Linked DNA regions of Mus musculus: all the other regions are linked to region 1. A link is a contact called in public Hi-C, HiChIP or PLAC-seq and promoter capture Hi-C data. All regions are on one chromosome and are shown on one strand. Each heading gives the region's core, a stretch centred on a gene start, on an enhancer-like site or on the middle of the called end of the contact. The rest is flanking DNA. Distances are from core to core; before and after follow the strand shown.

Evidence for each region. Promoter capture Hi-C pulls out the DNA fragments that hold promoters and counts their contacts. A called contact is a pair of places that touch in the nucleus more often than the background predicts. HiChIP or PLAC-seq counts read pairs in DNA pulled down with a chosen protein or histone mark.
Region 2: a contact with region 1 is called in an H3K4me3 HiChIP or PLAC-seq map of forebrain, with 6 times the contacts expected there. The contact joins the enhancer-like site here to the promoter of Samd5 in region 1. A contact is called at or near these places in 4 of 39 promoter capture datasets (cranial neural crest, frontonasal cranial neural crest, liver and 1 more), 2 of 484 Hi-C or Micro-C datasets (cerebral cortex and embryonic stem cells), 9 of 115 datasets of contacts at active chromatin or transcription factors (craniofacial prominence, embryonic basal ganglia, embryonic forebrain and 6 more) and 2 of 9 other capture datasets (embryonic stem cells and pancreatic islet).
Region 3: a contact with region 1 is called in a Hi-C map of the N1E-115 cell line, with 4 times the contacts expected there. The contact joins the enhancer-like site here to the promoter of Samd5 in region 1. A contact is called at or near these places in 8 of 39 promoter capture datasets (the 3T3-L1 cell line, 3T3-L1-derived adipocytes, cranial neural crest and 3 more), 5 of 484 Hi-C or Micro-C datasets (the N1E-115 cell line, cortical neurons and uterus), 9 of 115 datasets of contacts at active chromatin or transcription factors (craniofacial prominence, embryonic basal ganglia, embryonic forebrain and 6 more) and 2 of 9 other capture datasets (adipose tissue and embryonic stem cells).
Region 4: an H3K4me3 HiChIP or PLAC-seq map of embryonic forebrain shows a contact between it and region 1, with 6 times the contacts expected there. The contact joins the enhancer-like site here to the promoter of Samd5 in region 1. A contact is called at or near these places in 7 of 39 promoter capture datasets (the 3T3-L1 cell line, 3T3-L1-derived adipocytes, cranial neural crest and 3 more), 10 of 484 Hi-C or Micro-C datasets (the HL-1 cell line, the N1E-115 cell line, Sertoli cells and 6 more), 12 of 115 datasets of contacts at active chromatin or transcription factors (SST interneurons, craniofacial prominence, embryonic basal ganglia and 8 more) and 2 of 9 other capture datasets (embryonic stem cells and pancreatic islet).
Region 5: a contact with region 1 is called in a Hi-C map of the N1E-115 cell line, with 7 times the contacts expected there. The contact joins the enhancer-like site here to the promoter of Samd5 in region 1. A contact is called at or near these places in 8 of 39 promoter capture datasets (the 3T3-L1 cell line, embryonic stem cells, hippocampal neurons and 3 more), 3 of 484 Hi-C or Micro-C datasets (the N1E-115 cell line and cerebral cortex), 8 of 115 datasets of contacts at active chromatin or transcription factors (embryonic forebrain, embryonic hindbrain, embryonic midbrain and 5 more) and 2 of 9 other capture datasets (adipose tissue and embryonic stem cells).
Region 6: a promoter capture Hi-C map of hippocampal neurons shows a contact between it and region 1, with 4 times the contacts expected there. The contact joins the enhancer-like site here to the promoter of Samd5 in region 1. A contact is called at or near these places in 6 of 39 promoter capture datasets (the 3T3-L1 cell line, embryonic stem cells, hippocampal neurons and 1 more), 9 of 115 datasets of contacts at active chromatin or transcription factors (SST interneurons, embryonic forebrain, embryonic hindbrain and 5 more) and 2 of 9 other capture datasets (adipose tissue and embryonic stem cells).
Region 7: a contact with region 1 is called in an H3K4me3 HiChIP or PLAC-seq map of craniofacial prominence, with 4 times the contacts expected there. The contact joins the enhancer-like site here to the promoter of Samd5 in region 1. A contact is called at or near these places in 9 of 39 promoter capture datasets (the 3T3-L1 cell line, the HPC-7 cell line, HPC-7-derived erythroid cells and 5 more), 1 of 15 datasets of contacts at CTCF or cohesin (stem cell-derived epiblast-like cells), 7 of 484 Hi-C or Micro-C datasets (the HL-1 cell line, the NIH/3T3 cell line, cerebellar granule neurons and 4 more), 6 of 115 datasets of contacts at active chromatin or transcription factors (SST interneurons, craniofacial prominence, embryonic forebrain and 3 more) and 1 of 9 other capture datasets (embryonic stem cells).

The regions. Positions count from the first base shown.
Region 1 is chr10:9,673,819-9,676,547 of GRCm38.p6, forward strand. It overlaps Samd5 (sterile alpha motif domain containing 5), which reads right to left and starts at 1,390. Exons shown (of 2, transcript NM_177271.3): 1 at 687-1,390. The coding sequence starts at 1,145.
Region 2 is chr10:9,202,944-9,205,672 of GRCm38.p6, forward strand. No RefSeq gene overlaps it. Among named protein-coding and RNA genes, the nearest start is that of Gm48750, 150 kb to the right of the region's middle. Within about 2 kb of position 1,333, at least 12 of the 459 cell types and tissues checked have an H3K27ac peak or open chromatin away from gene starts, as enhancers often do. A contact at or near this core is called in forebrain, where this site is marked.
Region 3 is chr10:9,232,246-9,234,974 of GRCm38.p6, forward strand. No RefSeq gene overlaps it. Among named protein-coding and RNA genes, the nearest start is that of Gm48750, 120 kb to the right of the region's middle. Within about 2 kb of position 1,351, at least 5 of the 459 cell types and tissues checked have an H3K27ac peak or open chromatin away from gene starts, as enhancers often do. A contact at or near this core is called in the N1E-115 cell line, where this site is marked.
Region 4 is chr10:9,271,155-9,273,883 of GRCm38.p6, forward strand. It overlaps a transcript of Samd5 not described here. Among named protein-coding and RNA genes, the nearest start is that of Gm48750, 78 kb to the right of the region's middle. Within about 2 kb of position 1,332, at least 38 of the 459 cell types and tissues checked have an H3K27ac peak or open chromatin away from gene starts, as enhancers often do. A contact at or near this core is called in craniofacial prominence, embryonic forebrain, neural tube and 2 more, where this site is marked.
Region 5 is chr10:9,309,012-9,311,740 of GRCm38.p6, forward strand. It overlaps a transcript of Samd5 not described here. Among named protein-coding and RNA genes, the nearest start is that of Gm48750, 41 kb to the right of the region's middle. Within about 2 kb of position 1,395, at least 8 of the 459 cell types and tissues checked have an H3K27ac peak or open chromatin away from gene starts, as enhancers often do. A contact at or near this core is called in the N1E-115 cell line, where this site is marked.
Region 6 is chr10:9,330,436-9,333,164 of GRCm38.p6, forward strand. It overlaps a transcript of Samd5 not described here. Among named protein-coding and RNA genes, the nearest start is that of Gm48750, 19 kb to the right of the region's middle. Within about 2 kb of position 1,401, at least 10 of the 459 cell types and tissues checked have an H3K27ac peak or open chromatin away from gene starts, as enhancers often do.
Region 7 is chr10:9,400,088-9,402,816 of GRCm38.p6, forward strand. It overlaps a transcript of Samd5 not described here. Among named protein-coding and RNA genes, the nearest start is that of Gm48750, 50 kb to the left of the region's middle. Within about 2 kb of position 1,319, at least 6 of the 459 cell types and tissues checked have an H3K27ac peak or open chromatin away from gene starts, as enhancers often do. A contact at or near this core is called in craniofacial prominence, where this site is marked.

The sequences.
Region 1 (2,729 bases), core at 140-2,639:
TTCATCTGAATCACTAGTGATACCACAGACCCCAGATGACCCGTTTGCTCAGCATCCCATTACCCGGAATCCTTAAGCTTTAGGAGCCTCCTGTGAATAGGCACAAGTTTTGTGTTTAGCACGCCCCCCCCCCCCACCACCACCACACACACATAGGTTCCTGTTAATGGGACACTTCTCCATAGCATGGAATTGAGAACAGCAGGCCCTGAATTCCCCTACTCCTTTGGCAATAGTCACCCACTCCTCTTGGAAGTTTCTCAAAACTCAGAAGAAAAAAGTAAAGAAAAAGAGGAAGGTTGAAAATAAGGCAGATGTGACCCATCTTTTTTTTTTTTTTCACTCTTCCAAGCCAGACACTACTAGAGGCATTAGGATTTCCCAGAGGCATTAGGATTTCCCGGTGGCCACCAAAAGCAAGCACCCATTGCTCAGAACCTGACAATCGAGCCCATATGCTAGGGTGCTGTTAAGAGTTGTCTACATGCAAAATATGAGTGAGCAGCTATTATTAGAGACGCCAGCACAGAAGGAATAGATAGATAACGCAGAAAACGGGAGAACCAGACACCCCGAACACCCTGGTTTCTCAATTGTCACCTAGACTGACTGCTGAGCCGCTGCAGAAGCTCCAGGCCTGGTTCCCTCCCGCCATGCCCAAGGTCGCCCTGGCGGGGCCTCCTTACCTTGCGTGAGTATGGGGGTTTGCTCAGGTGGATGCCATCGCGGACCAGCTTATCCCGGATCATGATCTTCAGCTTCAGCTTAGGGTAGCTCACCAGCTCCCTGCTGCAGGGAGCGCCCGGCTGGCCACGGGGGTCCCCGCGAGTGCCCTGGGCTGAGCTGCCACATGGCTCCCCCCGGCGGCCTGGGGGCACCGCTTCTACCAGCGGTGCCGGTGGCACGGGCTGCGGTTCAAGGGTGAAGTAGAGGCCGGCAGCGGCCGCATCCTGTTCCCGCAGCCGGTGCACAGCCTCTAGGATGCGCCGGCGGTGCGCGGGAGCCAGCACCCCGATGGCGTCCAGGTCCGGGTCTCCGATCTGCTTGCACACTTCCAGGTCATCGTAGCCATTATCCACGAAGGACTCAGCGTACTGTGGGAGCTGTAACGCTTTCAGCCACTCGTAAACTATGTTGGTGCACATGGCTGAGACTCGGAACTCGCCAGCGAGTACCCAAGTGACACGGGCGGCACCAGTTCTTGCAACTTTTAATCCTCTCCTGGAAAGGGGTGGGGAGAAGAAACAGCAGGAAAAGTTTCTCCCTTAGTGGTTAGGCTCCGGCCGCAGAGTCAGAGCCATAGAAAGCAGCCGGGGAGGGAGCGAGAGAAAACGAGGAGCGTCTAGCGGCGAAGTGGATTCCCCGAGCAGGCGCGGCGCTCGCGGGCACTGGCGGCTGGGCGAGCGGCTGGGCTCCGCGCCGCCCCTGGATGCGCGGCCACCGCGGGGAGGGGCGCGCAGGCGGGGCCGGGCACACCCCTCGCACCCGCGCGGGTCACCGTCGCGCTGCGCCGCCCAGGAGGTTCCCCAGCTGGGGCAGTCTGGGGAGTGCTCGCTGCATGTCGCTATCTGGCCGGCTCCGTGGACGTCTGCAACCGGGTCCCACGCCGTGGAGGCGGCTCCGGCGGGCAGACCGGTGGATGATGGCGAGCGCCTGGTCTGTGCGCTTGTCAGTCACTGTCGTTCCCGGGGTCACGGTGACCCGGTGGCTATTAAGCTTCCGGACTCCGGTGGCTGCCCTGGATATCTTTCGACATTTCTTTTGAATCCGACTTCTCCAAACCCCTAGATTTTTTTTTCTTCGCTCAGTTCCCAAGCCAGTGGGTACTCTCGCCTGGGTGTCCAAGGGGAGGACCCGGTCACTGGTCCTGAGAGAAGCTGTTGAGTCCAGTGTCCCTTCTCCTTTCCCGATGCACGTAGAATGTCCTTTCAAAGGAGCGGGTTGCTAAGGCTCCACAGGCACGGTGTGTCTGGCTCTGTGGTGCTGCGCTCTGTGCCCCAAGCAGCTGCGTTTTGGCAGCAGGGTGGGAGCGACGTGGGGACTGTCCAGCCTGATGGGCGCGAGGCCCCTCCTCGCTATAACTAGTCACACCGGGTGGGTGTCGGGAGGGGCACGACTGCTCCCGATTGCCTCTCCCTCCAAGGCCATCTGACCTGCGAAAGTTTGGGGTGGGTTGTTACTTTCTCCTCCTCGGTCAGCGCATCCCTACCTGATCGGCATCCCTCCCCACCCCCACCTTCCTTCCAGCCACACAAGCACACCGCGTTGTGTCAGACCCCCTCAATCTCTCCCTGCCTTTTTGCTTTCTATTCACTTCGCGTTACAGCTCTTCTGCCCCAGGTGGCTCCCTGCCCAGGGACAAGAGAGGTTTTCTGCCTCCGAGACAGGGACCACAGCCGACTCCCCCTTCTCTGCCCCAGGGTCGCGTGTTAATTGATACACCACCACATACACCACCACGCAGCTGTGTTAAAGAGAACACTAGGGCATCTAGCACTTCTGCCTAGATGGGAGTAACAAAATTAACCGAGATTCCCTCCTGGTGCCCATGGCCCAGCTTTGAATGGAGGCGGGGGAGTGGGGAGGAGAAGGGCGACCCCCCGGAGTTCCTAGGCCTCTTTTCACTTCGTCTGATCTTTGGGGAAGCAGTTAGAACCTTAAGAAACCTTGCAGGCAGCAACAATTTCCTTTTCACAAAAGTAACACTCAGCTTCACTCTAGAGCCAGAC
Region 2 (2,729 bases), core at 83-2,582, 470 kb before region 1:
TCTTGTCTTCAAGTTCAAGTAAGGCTTCAGGGAGACAGCATGGGGATAGCTTTGTGTTAGTCTCCAGTGGACACACAGGCCTCTTTTAAACAGCAGCCCAGTTAGAAAGAACTGGGCTGGCCAGGCACTCAGGAGGTCTTTGATGAGTCAGTGGAATCTGCAGGGATGTTTGCAGAATTCTCTGTGTTCATTGAGCTTTATAGCTGTGTCTCTGTGTCCTGAAAATCACCAGACACTCCAAGAAGTGGAATTTTAGAAACCCCTGAAATAGGCCGTCTAACTAAAAAAAAAAAAAAAAAGTTTAAAATAGAGTGCCCCAGGAGCAAAGAAATTCAAGGAGGAAATGACTTTCCAGTTTCATTTCACATGGGGTCTGTGACTAGCGCATAGCAAAGGGTAATTATGCAAGATTCTCTTGAGGATCCCTCAGACTGGATCAAAGTGACTTGGGATAAGCATCCCAGGTGGGGCATTTTGTGTATGCTTTGTTTTTCTTCTGGAAAACTACAATCAGGAACTATTCTAGGAGGTAACAGTGAGGAATTGGCTGACTGTTCTACATGATCATGCCAAAAAGGAAATTACATGAATGAATGAACACGGTGAAAATGACAGACCTTCTGCTGCAGAGGAGGAGCGGCTGGCCAGAGTGTGCACCTATCTTTAGGATCCCAAGAAATAAGACAAGCCTTCTCATCATAACGGCACACAGTGTGGCTGCTTTCTCTTTCAATGTACTTCACCTATTGTGTGCGCGTGCACATGTGTACACACACACACACACACACACACACACACACACACACACACTGACAATAGACAGTATCCAGTCTAGAAGCATTATCAAGACTTCAAAATAGCTTCAGCTTCATACCTTTGCATTACTGTATTCTACAAGCCTGCCTGGATTAAACCATATGTAACTTACACTATCCTGTGATATACTACGAGTTAAGTTATTTCTGTGGGCAAAAAGCTTCATAGAGTAGGTGATTCCCACCTCTTGAAATTAGGAATATATTTGAATATTTTGAATAATTTTCTACAGAATTTAAGTTGATTTCACATTCATGTGTTCATTTCAGTGGATTTAAAAACAAGCTATCCCTCCTATAAAATATTTGTGATGTGCTTTACTGGGAACAAGAGAGAAAGATTATGTGTGTGTTGCGAGGTGGGGTCATATAAAAGACAAGACGGTCAGTTTATCTCATCGCAAATAAAACAAAATTCTTTAAGGCTCAAATGAGCCACAGGGGATAGCAATGTCTTCCATTAAAAAAAGCGTACAGAACGGAGCCATCTGTGTGGCAGGCCTGGGAAAGCAGAAGCGTGGGTGTCAGACCAGCTAGAGGCTGGGATGGAGCCTCTGGCAGCTCCTCTCTTGTAGTTCCATGCATAAGAGGTACTGGATTGGCAATCCTGAGTGATGGCTTCCTTCCCGATTATTGCCTGAGTTATTCTAGAACTGTTAGGCTTTTCATAGCACGAGTGATCTACTCATAGAATAAAAGAGATCTTAATAACAATTATCATATTTCATTTTAGTTTCATTTAAGAAGTAGGATTCTTTAAACAATTTGTTTTTTTTTTAACTTAGAATTTAGTCTGTTTAAATCTCGTTCAAAACTCATCTTCTTCAACCAAGACTATTTATAGCTAGCCCTAAAGTTAGTCGATGTTCTCCAAGTTTTCTTATGCTAGGTCTTAGAATATATTAAGTGGTCTTTTTCTCAGACCAAGAAGAGTAATGTCAGCAAAGCTTGAATTTGTCTCTGTAATATTTGAAGTGAAAATTCACTGTATGAGGCCAAATACCTTGGTCAGTAGGTAAAAGCACTTACCACTTTTACAGCGGACCTGAGTTTGGATCTGAGCACCCATGTCAGGTGGCTTATGACCACTTGTAACTCAAGCTACCAGAGAATCTGACAGCATGTCTGGCCTCCTTCACGGATTCCTTCATAGGCATGCAAACACTCACGAGACGAAAAGATATAACACACACACACACACACACACACACACACACACACACACACACACACTTAAAATAGTGCATATTTAAAAAAAAATTCTCTGGATGCTATAATTAGCTGACTTTTTAACACCTGGACTGTGCTGTGGCCATTGGAGAGGTTATAGAAATGTCCTTGTATAGTTTATCCAAGGCGAATGGATGGCAATGTAGATCAAGCCTATATTCCTACTACTTGAAAAGCTGGGACATTCCTCACGATCTCAGGCCACATAGTGTGCTCCTGAGCACAGTTAATACCAGGGCAGGACTGAGAAAGAGAAAAGCTTGACACTTTGCCTCACTTAGACAAAGTTCTGAATTAAAGAGGAAACACTGCAGTAACTTGACAGTCAGGACAAAGAAGACACCGCAGAGTACAAAAAGTAGCATCATAAGTATGTGGAAAACAGCTGCAGCCTGGCGTCTGCAGAGACTGTACAGTGCTCCCCAATACCTAATATTGAGATTTCTATAGCACCAAAGGGGGCATTACATTCATTAAGGTCAACAAGAGCTTGTTTGGCTAAATCTTCAACCAACAATGAAAAAAATATGAGGCAATGTCTTTCTGTGACCTTCTAAAAGCTGGCCAGCATTTATGGGTGATTTATACTTCTCCCGGTCTTAAATTTATAATGTTTTCTCTTAGCACTATCATCAGAGGACACACTACTACATAGGTTTCCAGGAGAATAATGCACAGTTGCAT
Region 3 (2,729 bases), core at 101-2,600, 440 kb before region 1:
AGATAACAGTGAATCTATAGTGGAGTTAAGTTCCCCTTTCCAGTAAATCATTACAAACCACTGTTGAGGGCTTGACAGTCACTGTGCTAATTGTCTGGGAATCGACAGCTAATTGCAGTCACAGCAAACAGCAGTCTTTGCCGTGAGGGAGCAAAAATTCTGATCAATGCAATCAGGAGAAAACAAAATCATTCCAGTGTGATGAATGTGAAATAAAAGAGTATTCTTCGGTGGACAAGCTGGGGGCTGGGAGGTACCTCAAAAGAGAAGGCGTATGTTCCAGGCCTTGAATGGAAAAGATGCGGATTACTCTGTTCCAGGAAGGAAGACAAGGTGAAAAGGGAAAGATTGTGGGTTGGAATCATGCGCATGGGTACTTGGCAGAGGAAGCTTGTCATTAGAGTCAGGCTCAAGATTCAAGGCTACCTCACCGCAGGGTTGTTCTCCTGGGGTTACTGATGATACAACTGTGTCTGAGTTTTAGATGTTCTTGGGGCACCAAGAAAATGAAGAGGTAGCCAGCTTTTCCTGAGATAACGTTATCACCCAGGGAGCAGCCATGGGCTAAATTAAGGCAGGTGACAAAGTCCCAATAGTACTTTCAAGAACACCAGGCTACATCATACTTTTTCACATGGTAGAGTTTTGCAGGGTATGTGACAGAAAGAAAAAATTGTGTAGGTGACAAAGTTCTGATGTCTGTGGGCTTGGACGTTATAAGTACCACTGAAGAACAGATTAGACGAGTTCTTTATTCCTTTTCTGAATCCAGCTCCTCATCATTAAAATGATGGGATGGGTGGTGCTCCTCTCATGGACTGAGTGTAGAAAAAAATCAGATAATGCACATGGATTGTGTGGGGCAGCAAATGAAGCATCTTAGTTACCATCTTTATACCTGCGCTCTGACTACATGATTGATCTGCAGGTACACCTCACCGCAGGGGTACCACAGACACCCTGTACGTGTCTATGCATGGTGGGCAGTGAGATGCCTATGTGTTTTTATAAATATGCTTTTGTGGAGTTGTACATTCCATGGTATCTGCTGCGAGTGAAGAAGAGGTGCAGTGTGCATGGTTATAGGCACACACTTTCATGTATGTGGCTATACTGGGACCCCAGTCTCCCTTCCCCAGCTCCCCAGCAATCCACACTCTCCAAAACTCTCTAGGGGATCCTTTCTTGGATTTCCTCGCCTCACTGTGACCCAGCCATTTAAAGGTTCAGATTTTTATTTACTGTAAAACCAAATTTAAAACACAAAACTTAAGAGCTAGACACAGGGAAGAACAACATATCTGAGGAGTGTCAAAGAATCGTGTCTGTGAGTTGACTTCTCTGTTCTCAGACATCTTGATTGCTAAAATTGGATGCACATTCTTGCTATCATCATTGAAAAACACTGTAGGCTTAAATGCTTTCTATATTTAGGGGAAATCATCTCCATCAACTATCTACAAAGAAAAAAATGCATTGAGCTCTCAAAGATCTTTGCAAAAGTAAGAAAACAAACTTTCAGTCCTTTATGGGGGAAGTTTTGAGATAACATTAAACCTTTCTTTGCAATTTTCGACAGGTATTTCCAGAAGCAAGCAGGGAAACTGCCCTGTTGTTCAAGTCATTTTTGAAAACAACTCTTGCTTCCAACTGAAATGTGGGGAATGAATGCCAGGCATCCCCTATGTTAATCCTATCTCCCCAGAGCATCTTACTCTAGTAGAAGGATTTATTGAACTGTGAGTCAGCCAGCAGTTGCTTGGTTCGTTGAGTGCACTGTGAGAACCCTCCCTCCAAAGCAGCGTGTTCTCATTCTTAATGGCAAACGCTGCTCTGTCACTCGCTAACTCTCCAAAATGTCTGCACCAAAGGACGGAAAGAACATTAATTTTGGTGCCAAGATCCAGGCTCAAGGATAGCTCTCTAGGTGTAGCTCCTGGACAAATGGCAACCTTTATTCATGTTATAAAGTATAGATATACTACATAATTCATTGGCTTTTTAAGGAGGTTCAAAAAAAGGAATATGTAAAACAAACAAAACAAAATAAAAAAGAAAAGAAAAGAAAAGAAAAGAAAAACCACCTGTCTTATTGTCTGATCTAGAAGAGGCTTCAGAGCAGGAGGTATGATTATTCTATTATTCTGTCAGCACTGGTGAGATGAAAATATATCTATTCAGTTCATCTAACTTATGGATATATATAGGGTAATAGAATTTTGTGGTCAATTTTAAAATTCTCATTGCTATTATAATTTACCAGGTATCATCAACAGGTTCAGTTTCTAGAACTCAGACAAGAAAATAGAACTATTCCTTCCCAAAGCATCACACAGATTGGTATACCATTTGATCACTGCAGGGGTCATATAGAAATGAGATCTAGAGACACGATAGTCCTCTGCTCTGTAGCTTTGATGTCCAACATTTCTGTTCCCTGTGGTCAACTTCAGTTCAAAAATATTAATAGAATAGAATAATGTCTCCATTTTGAGCAGCCAGATGAAACCATCTGAACTGCTTTGGAACTGCTTTGGGCATGATTAATCCCATTGTCCAATGTATCTACTCTATATGTACTACTTTCTTAGTAGGCCCCTGGAAGCTGTCCTTGGGTGAAAGATCATCTGCTGTCATTGTACCACAAAGCATGTGGTCAAGTAATGATTGATATACTTAACAATGGACCCAAAGCACAATAGTAGTGAGGCATAGGAGACACCAGGGCC
Region 4 (2,729 bases), core at 82-2,581, 400 kb before region 1:
GATGCATCGGTGGGACCTGAGCATCTGTATACTTTGAAGTTGTGCTAGTCCCATTTACCATGCCCTTCCCTTTCATGGGACAAGAGGATCGATCTCCAGCTGATTGTAATCAGGAGGAGAGAGTAGCTCACTGTTGCTTCATTCGTTGGTTTAATTGGGAATTCTCCTAGCAAGCCTGTTATCATGCCATGGTTACCAGCCTACCACTGTAGCTGCAGATTTTCCGCAGGGAGCTTTTAGCCATCAACTAACAGATCAATACCTGTGCTTCGTAGGAGATGAGGTGTTCCCATAGCCACCACCCTGACCTCTTCGTTGCTCACAGCTGGAGGAGCTTCCCTCGGTTCCCAACCCTCTGCCTACCCGCTTGCTGATCGAAACAATGTTACTTAGAAGTTATGCAAAGAATTTAGTCACATGGACATCCTGATGGCTAAAGATCAAGTCAAAGAAGTCACATGACCAGGTCCTGCTTACATTTGCTTTTATTTTATATTTTCTTGGGAATCTAATAGTGCTCAGATGAGGCTGTGAAGAAGAGGGATTCTCTTCAAATCAGAAGCTCCTGAATCCAGAGCTTGAGGCAAATTTGTCCTGGTTTTGTTACCTCACCTTATCAGTAAATACATCGTATCTGTAAACGCCCCTGGTAAGAAAACAGATGGGGTGGAGGGGGGGGGGGCATCCACTTGGAGACAGGGTGGAATGGGGAGAAGGTGTGGGATGGGGAGCAGTGGGAGGGTGGATGGGGTGGGGAATGGAATATGGAGTGTAAAAAATGAATTACAAGTAAAATTGAATTTAAAAAAACTACGCATGTGTGAATGTGTGCACTCGCTCACAAACAACCAACCAATTTGGGCTTGTGACATGTTATGTTCCATCACAAACTCCTGTTTTCTCAGTTAATGCCATTTCAGAAACATTTTACTTTGGTTTTGTAGGTTTTTACGCCGAAATAACATTCTCACTAAGTTGCTTTGTATTGCAAACGGAACGAACTGAATCACATCAAACACCAGGGTAAATCCAACTGGATTGTTGTGAAATGTGCATGTGGTTAATGTCCCCATGTTTTTGCTCACAAATGCTAATTTTCTATGAAAGGAATGAATAGAGCACACCTCAAATGACTCCATTTCAGTATGAGTTATTACAGTGCTTGTGTGGTGAGCTGAAATCGAAGCTGACAAAGGCTGCCATGCTACTAACTCAGGACTTATTGTTACACGTACAAACATGTTTGGAATTCCAGTGCCAGCGAGGGTTACAGCTATCCAGAGCCAAGCTCTCCAGAGAGGAAATCTGCCAGAGCCCTTTTAGCCACATGCCTGTAGGAATTTGTGCACTTAATTAAATGCACAGACCAAGCAAGTGGCAGAGACAGCGCTTATTCATATGCTTGTCACGGGATCAGCAGATGGCATTGCATGAGGGGCTGAAATTCCCTAATGGCATGCATCACATTCTGCAGAACACATTGGACACAGGTAGCTATCACCTCTAATATCATATATATTATGCATATATATGATAAAGAAAAAAATATATATGCATGGAAGGAAAAGTCTATATGATGTTTCAGTGACCTAATTTTATTTTCTTTTTTCATTCATTAATTAATTTACATCACAATTTGAGCTTCCTCTCCCTCTTCTCCCTCCCCCTACCAAAAAAAAAGTTACAACAATTGATATGGCAAGGCCTCCTAACATGTTCTGACAAAATGTTAGTTATCATACACCTTTTGACTACAAGATGAGGCACTGTATACAACACATAATATTTGGTGACCTCTGTGGAACATATCCTGGAAGTTCATTTTGTTCCTAGGATTTTCCTAAGATTAAGGTTGCATCTGAACAGAAACTGTGCTGGTGAGATGTTATGTAGCCACACAGACACTCACAGTAAGAACAAGCAGGGAGACATGCAGCAGGTGAGTTGTGGCGAATAAACTTTAGCGGGGGAGTTCAACATCTGGTCTTCATCTCCTTGAGTGTGGTTTCCTTTAAACCCACTGAATATGAAAGGCATATCACTCCCTCTGTTATACAATAGAAAGGCCCCATCTTGCTAGCATGCTTTATGTGTGTGTGTGCTTATGCTGATGTATATGTATGTGTGCTCCTGGCTTTCAAGAAGTAATCTGCCCCGAAGTGTAGAACTGCAAAGCAAGGTCTCTAGATCAGACCAGACTCAAAGCTAATTTCCAGAAAGACCATGCTCTGACTAAAGAATTACAACCTCTACTCTCCCTTTCTGTCCATGCTCCAATATCAGCTTGCATGAGGGGATGAGGAACAAAGAATGAGCCAAATGCCAGTGACTAATGATTATCATAAAATGTCCATAGCCTCCTAAAGAGAACTGTAAGTCTCCAGAATTGGTTCACATATGAAGATGATGGGAATAGGCAGGCTTGGACAAGGCATAGAAACTCCCTAATCTTCGCACCATAGCTTCTCCTTTGCATTTCTTCCATTTAACTGCTCTTGGGTTAGGATGTTTACAATGCACTGCTGATAGTAATCAAAGCGTCTCCCCAAGTTATGCGAGTTATGCAATCTGCTCTAGTAGTTGGGAAAGGGAACCATGGGAGTCCTGGATTCTGCAGAAGAGTCAGACAGATGTATGAATACTCTGGGCCTCCAATCCCTAGGAGTGGCATCTGCAGACGGGGTGGGCTTGTGAGATGGATATCTTAAACTGGGAAAATAGCTTCAGAA
Region 5 (2,729 bases), core at 145-2,644, 360 kb before region 1:
GGAAGGATCCCGTAGCAGTGTAATCTGTGTAACCCAGAATGGACAGAAATGTTAATAGAATGAATATCATCTCTTACTGCACTACAGCCAATGATAAGAATGAGCGTAAGCAGCAGAGGAAACCGTGTAAGTTCCACAGACATAGAGCAGTCCTGTCTGAGCTCTGAGGGGATGTTGGCTGACAGCTGCCTTATCTGTATAACGATTCTGCCCAGTCATTCAAATGTGAGATAAGTGTACTTTAGATAATGCACGATTTCAATTAATTCCTTTGAGCACATGGGTATATAGAGATAAAAATGAATAAAGAAATATCAGCTGACAAATACTGACTGCATACTCTAGACTAGGCACTGTTCTTTTTAAGACTTTCATTCATTCATTCATTCATTCATTCATTCATTCATTCGCTTTTTGATAGCACAGACAGGTAGTGAACAACTATGTAGCCAAGGACAGTCTTGAACTTCTGGTCTTTCTGTCTCTCCCTACTAAGTGTGAAATTACAAGTATGTACCACGACACATGGTTTATATAGTACTGGGGATTGAACCCAGTTGTCCATGCATTCTAGACTGGTACTTTAAATCTCTAACCCACTAAAACTTTTTTTTAAGGAAAAGAACACAAAATTGAGTGAGTCGGGAAGGGTTGATAAGGAGTGAAGAGTGAATTTGACCAAAACATAGTGTATAATAAATACAATCAAAGAACTAATAAGACTATATAGTCTTAAAATATATACACATATGTAATAGTTTAATTTTCCCATCTCTTTGAGATTGCTGTTATCCGATTTCCCAGACAAAGAAACTAATGCACAGAGCTATTAAGTGTTTCAATCAGCATGATACAGTTAGGAGTTAGTGACACTATACTTTGAATCCTGCCAACATAGTCAAAGGGATTAGCAGTACTTATTCTATGAGTAAGCGCAACAATATGCCTGCTTCAAATAAGCCAGATTTTGAGCCCTCAGAAAGCTACCCAGGTAGGAACAACAAATTAACATATGTATATAACAAATTTTAGTCTGTTTATCTTCATCATAAAGATAAACCGGATTAGTCAAAGTATTTATACAGAATAATAATTTCCCTAAAGACCAACTATTAATTTTATCCTCTAATAGTGAATGACGTGGCCTTTCTAGGTAACAGAGGAAATCATCTGGCCCCTGTCCTTCTATGGATCTTCTAAGAAGAGGTTAGCATGCTGTATTAGAGTAGGTGAGCTGCTTTCATTTAGAATAGCATAAATAACTGGCATGATTAGTAAGAAAATTGCATCAATGCTTTTCCAGAATTGTCTCGGAAACTACTCTAGTTCCTCATTTCCCTTTGGCAGATGACCTGCTGACCAAGCCTCCATTAGACATCTTTCTCATATGTCACCTATTTCCACATCACATCCCAGGGCCACAACGTTCATTACAAGGGCTGGTTTTACCGCTGCACACTGCTCATTATAAGTGACCTGTGTGCGTGCATTTACATCAGCAGCAAAATGACAGAAGACAAAATAGCAGAATTGGCTCATTTCCCAGTGAGCTTTTGCCAATTCCCTATGTGTCTCAGAGAATGCATTGTGGCTTATAAACCCTTATCAACTCAACATCAGGGAAACAATCACAATCTCTGGTTGGCATGAGCGATTTGAGTATATTGTAGCAATGTATTCCATCCTTCCAACGCCTTTCCATCCTCTTTGGAAGCCTGGCAGATATGGTGTTTCCTCTGTACTCATTCCACATTCACAATTGTTCCATGGTACAGACTGTTGGTGGAGCTTTAAGAAAATGCAGATTAGGACTTAGTCATCCACACTCTGTAGGGGCTAAGACTTCCTTAAAGCACACAAAGGCCAAAACCATTATCAAGTAGATGCTCTTTGTCTCTCACAGCACTAATTGGCCTCTCAATTCTATTGTTCTTTCTTTCTCCAGGACCCTTCACTGTCCCGGAGAAAGGGACAGCAGTCTCCCTTGGACTCTTCCAAAATGTCTGCTAGAAGTTAACCCAGATGAGCAATGCAGCGATTTGAGTTTGGTAGGGATAATTTAACTGTGCCTGTAGTGTGAACTTGTCTATTTAACTGTTGCTGTTAAACATTAACTGAAGTTCCAGAAAGCAAACAGAAGAGGTTTTAATGGGGAGGAGATTTTCCTGAAACTCTTAAAATCATTCCATACCCAGAGAAAATATTCAAGTAACTATAAATGTGTCACGTAGATAATGTGCCAAACGTGCTAGTGTGGATGGGCAGAGTAAGACAAGGGGAAGTGCCAAGGTCTGGGGCACACTGGAGACCACACATATCTCTACAGACCCTACTGGTTTTTCAGATCAAGAATACAAGAGGAATGCCCAAATGTACATAACTATTATTTACTTAAGAACAAAGCTTACAAATTGTGTGAGAGCACTATGTATACAAAACTAGCCTTGTCTGGTGTATTTTTAAATACAAGTGTTGAAAATGTACTTCAGTAGCTTCTCAGGTTTAAATAATAGCAAGGAATTAAATATCTACACATACTCTATAAGCCTTATAAACATTCTGTAGGATCTACGCACCTACCTTGAATAGTCTCCATCCCTTCTCAACGTACCTAGAGTTCTACACCTCTTGTATATTTAGGCTATACAAATAATCCCAAATGGATCTAGTCCAGAGCTAGCCATTAACAAGTTGCATGAGGAAATTGATTTATAATTTTCAATGCAAGG
Region 6 (2,729 bases), core at 151-2,650, 340 kb before region 1:
ATACACAAGCAGGCCTACGACATTCAGTCATGGAGAACTTTCATTCCTGTGTAAATTAAAATGATCCTCTGCACAGATGCAAAAGAACTCATCCAAGTAGAAACATTTACATGTAATTTACAGAGTGTTTTCTCCCTTGGAAGCAATTGCTTCCCCCAGAATCATAAAAACCTACACTTTAAATGTTGACTAATGCTCAAAGACACTGAACCAAGCTAATAAACTTCACAAATTGAAAGAGATCCAAATGGGAAAATGGGAAATAACCATATATTTTGATCTTCTCAAGAAATGTTTATCTGATAGCAATTTTAGGTACTGTATTAGGCAAATTACTTAAATTGTAATTACCTATCTTAAATTTTTTCCCTAATGATAGGGCAAGATATATATATATATATATATATATATATATATATATATATATGCTTGTGTGTATGAATATATACAGGTGAATGTCTGTATATGTATAAATATAAACACTAGATATGTATCTTCTAATGCGGATGCTTGAATTCCATGCTGAGGTTTTGTTTCCCATGTTTTACTTGGCTCTCATACTGACACGCTCATAATAATGACTTATCTGTCATTAGAAGAGCAGTTTTGCTGAACTGGAGGCCCATCAACACAGTGAGTGACTTGGCTAGAGCTACCCAACGTGGAAAACACGAGAAGGTTTTGCTTAGAGCATGTACAATGCTTTCATCCCTGTGTTCACTGCTTGTAACTTTGGTTAGTAGGGCTAATCATTCCCCTACCTGTTCCATAAATTCCATATCTGTGACATGAAAATAATAAACAGATACCGTTAGTCATTGTTCTGAGGATAAACAAGGTACTTCCAGCTCTGTGTCTAGGGAAATGCCCGGAAATGAAGGGATAAATATTGGGAATAATTAATCCTTAGATTTAGGATGTTACTGCAGCTGAGACTTCTGCAGCTCTGGCTAAAAGAGAGTTGGGATACAGAAAGAATTCTCATTGTCTTATCCACAGAAGCCTCCTTCCACCAGGAGAAAGATATTCACTGAGCAAGGCCCTCCAAGAGGATTCACTTTTCTATTTAGATGAGGCATTCAAACTCATGGGTGAGACATCCCTGACTGGGACCACCTTCAGTGCTTCCAAACTCCTCTAAAGTTATAGTATTTATTTATTCATTTTTTAATATGGCAAATCCTCACTCTCAAGGCCAAGGGCATCAGGTTGAATCCATGCTCCCTAAGGGTTTTGCTGTGAGAAGCTGAAGTTAACGTATCTTGATTCAGCTTCTGGTGGTCAGGTCTGAGGGCGGTAAGCAATTTTAGCAGGGCTGCTGTTTTGGCAGGTCTCATGGGGCTATTGCTCTGTGCTCCGATCTGATGGGAGCAGACACTTAGGTATTGAGATGCAGAGCACAGCCAGCAGCTATTGTGTACTGTGGCAAGGGAAGAGCTTGAGAGGTTTTAGTCTCTGACAAGCAGGATTCAAGCTGGCACTTTGTTATGAAAATCAGGTGCCAGAGGGACACCTCCCCTGTGGGGAGGGCCTAGTATAAGATGGCAGGTAAGCAGAGATGCTCTTAGATGCGGTGTCTGCTCCTCAGGGAGGATGTGACAAGGCCACTGAAGAAGGTGAGGGTCTGATATACCATTTATCTATCTCTGCCACAGGGACCCCTGACAGCGGCGTTGGAGAAAGCCTCATTTTGAGCACAGCAGCTTCTAAGCAGATGCCTTCTTCGCTCAGACTCCTCTTGGATAATGAACCGCCTCAGCTTGGTGCACTGATGTGCATCAAACTTGCTCAGGGTATTAGGAGTTCCTGACAAAACAAAACCAACCAAGTAACCAACCAACCAACAACCAACATCAACAAACTTCAAAATAAAACAAAGATCTTGGCTTTCCTGTAATTGCTACAGAGCTGTCATTTCTGGGAATAAATAGCCCATGGTTTTCTTCCTGTTCACGCCCCTCCTGGGTTGAATCAGGTCATCCATATGGAAGAGGGGCTCATCGTGTGTGTGTGTGTGTGTGTGTGTGTGTGTGTGTGTGTGTGTCTGTGTGTCTGTGTGTTTGTGTGTGTGTGCGTGCCCTCTTTATCGCATGCAGATATGCACCCTGCTTCCTCAGCAATCTCTGTCAAGCTCTTCCAATGAAAAATGTAAAAGGAGACTAGATCTAGCCAGGGTCTATTGAGACTGCAGAACTGCATTCTTGGTAGGTCAGGCCCTGGAAACGAGAAGGATCTGAATCTGCAAACCTTATAAAACCACATAAAAAAGCATATATGGTGTCTAATATATTACATATAAATCTGTTTTATGTATAAGTGAGCTGGAATACTTCTCCAAAGACTCTAACCCACATTTTGATTCTGTTCTAGAACTGTCTTCTAGAAACTCCCTGTTTAGTCAGCGGGGTGATAGAAAGCACGCAGGATGCTAGTGTTGTGATCATAAAAAAGAGAAAGCGGGGTGTGGGGGAAGGGGGTGCCTCAGCCACCCTATGCTGAGGCACCCCCTTCCCCCTGAGAGACCAGCCACACACTGGCATAGTATAGAATAGAGTTTATTCAGGGCATGGGGAGGGAAGTTAAAGGAGTAGTAGAGGCAGAGAAAGACAGAGAGAAGGAGAGTAGAGAAATGGAGGCCGGCCATGACCACGTAGAGAGAGGGGGAAAGAAAGGGGAGCAAGGGGGCAAAAGGCAAGAGAGAGAGAGAGAGAGAGAGAGAGAGAGAGAGG
Region 7 (2,729 bases), core at 69-2,568, 270 kb before region 1:
GATGCACACATCTCTGGGCCGCAGGCCCTCCCCTTACCTGCTATTCTAACTCTTGATGTCCTTATCATCACCTCATTTCATTTCTCTGGCATGTGACTTTTCCAGAGATATTGATCATCACTGAACTTCCCTGGAATTCATTCATATATTTCCTCCTCCCCCCCCCCCATTCCTACAATTCTGTCTCTATGTTTGTTATAATAGCAAGAATATGGCTACCTTGAAGAAACGGGTAAAAGTAACTGAATATGGCCTGGAAATGTCTGACGACATCAGCCTGTGAGGTTGGAGAGGAACGAGGGAAGTGGAGGTCCCCTAAGGGGTAAGCACAACGAGCTTGTTTTCACAATTGGGACCCTGGATCATAACCAAGTTACTAACTCTCTCAGTGCTGGGCCCTTTGCTGCTTCTCCTTAGGCCAGCCATACGTTCAGGTAGTGATAAGCCTTCCTGGGAGAAGAGTGGGTACACGTGTGTTAAGACCTATGCTCAGTCATGCTCCATTTTCCTTTCTTTTCTAACTTTCTGAAGGAAATGGTGGGTCGTAGCCTCCCATAAGCCTGAAGCAGGCTGAGCCAGGCTTGACTTTGTTGCCACTAAGGAGATCACCTGGGGTGGAGCCGCCTCCCTGAATCACTCTATTGTTCTGCCACTGCCTCTGCTGCTACCTGCTGCCTAGCTGTTCCGGAGCCTACACGTGGTCACCTGCAGCTGGGCTCCAAGGATGATTTGGCGGGAATGGGCTTCCCCTCTCCTTTATAAAGCGTGTCCGCCATTAAAAATTTGAACCTTGAGCAGACTAGTTGTCTTGGTTCCATTATTTCTCAACCCGCCTAGATCCCCTCTTTTCCAGATTCCAAGATGCCTTCCAGGCTCGAACCTGGACATGAGAGCCGCAGGCTGGCCTCAACAGTGGGTAAAGAGCAAAGTGGCATTCCCTGGCTTCAGCACGTAGAGAGGTTTGTGCAGACGCCGTCTGACACAGCACACCGCACGTGCTCTCTATTATTGAAGTAATAAGGCCCGGGCAAGAAGTGCTTGCATTTAAAGCATGCAATTTGCTAAGTGGTTCCTTATGTACATCTCTCTAAAGCATCACCATAGCCAAGTCGGCAAGCATATATGTCATTCCCCAATGTCCCCATGCCCCTTTGCCCAGCGCATTGGACATTTTGAGCATTAGCTGAATGGAAAAACAAACAAGAACAAACATTGGCTTCGTTCTTCAAAAGCTCTCACAGCGTGCACACACTGCCTTCTCTTAGAAGGTCCTCAGGGAAGACCTCACAGATTTAATTACTTAACATTCAAACTGGCTTCGCCTCCCCATTTATTCCTTAGGCAGGCATTGTACATGCCTACCCCCACCCTCCCTCCTCCCTATGTCTCCCCCTCCTCTGTGTTCATATGCTCATCGCACCTCCATGTGCTGCATACTCAAGTGTTTTTTTGTTTTTATCTTTCTCCCACAAACTAAACAGCATGTTTAACTGAAATGAATTTGGGATACCATTTCTGTTTAGTGAAGCAAGATTATTTTTTCACAAGATGAAACCAACCTTTCTGTCACATTCTAGTCCTAGGCATGGTAACTCTTTGACTAGAATTCCAACTAATATGTATCATGATGATTATGCAAAGGAGTCAACTGCATTGCATCTGGAAACACACGAACCTGCTCCAAACAATTAGCTCTTGTCACCTCACTGTGTAACAACTGAAAGACAAAAAGTCTCTCCAGGGTCCTATGGCCTCGTGACCTGAGTGCTTGCATGTTGCCATCTACAGGGTTCTTGGACATAGGCAAAGCCAAACTTCCTTAGAAATTAATACTCTGATTCTTCTGCCTTGTATGATTATCTTTTCATAAGCATACAACCGTGATATGACAGGACCGTTTTTCTGTCTTTTCGTACTGCTAAAGTGATTTTTCTCTGTAGTACAGATAGTGAGACCTTGGCTGATAGATAAGAGTATTTGTTCAGGAGAAGACACTGTGGCACACATCGGAGGCCACTAATTTTCTGAAGGAATGTCTTCTCTCGACATCTGGCAACTGACAGAAGCATTAGTTGTCAATCACTCTGTTGTCTCTGAGATAGTACGTAGCTACTTTCCCTCATCATGCCCCTCTCAGATTTGAAAGAAAAACAATTTGCTTGAGCATTCATGAATTATCTTCTGTGTGAGTCTATTCAGAGTCTCATACAGTACTGGACCAACCCTGGGACAATGAGTATGTGAGGATTTTATAGAATGTTAAAGGAGTTATGGTGCACACACATGTTAACATGATGTCAAATGGCCTTCAGGGAGCTTCCACCGTGGCAGAAAAGTACACAATGCGCAAAAGATGGAGGACAGGGATATTGGTAGGAAGCCTGGAATACAGACATTTAGAGCCAAGGAATTTGGAGTTCTAGGCCCCCATTTTACTACTACTATTTATAACCTGCTCAAACAGTCTTTTTTACACCGGTAAGTGGTTCAATATATGGTCATCTCTTTCTTGAACTATTCTAGAGTCCCTTTGAAGCAACAGACAAACTTATTTTTTGTATTAGCATGAAGTTGGTACCTCATCACTGCTAAATGAATGAAGAAGAAAAAACTCTATGTTCAGTGTATTAGTTTGGAGTAATTTTGTTTACAGTAGCTTGTCCCCTAGAGACAGTTGATAATGCCCCCTCTGTTATTTCTTCAGAGATGAGTTTAATTTGCTACCTTCA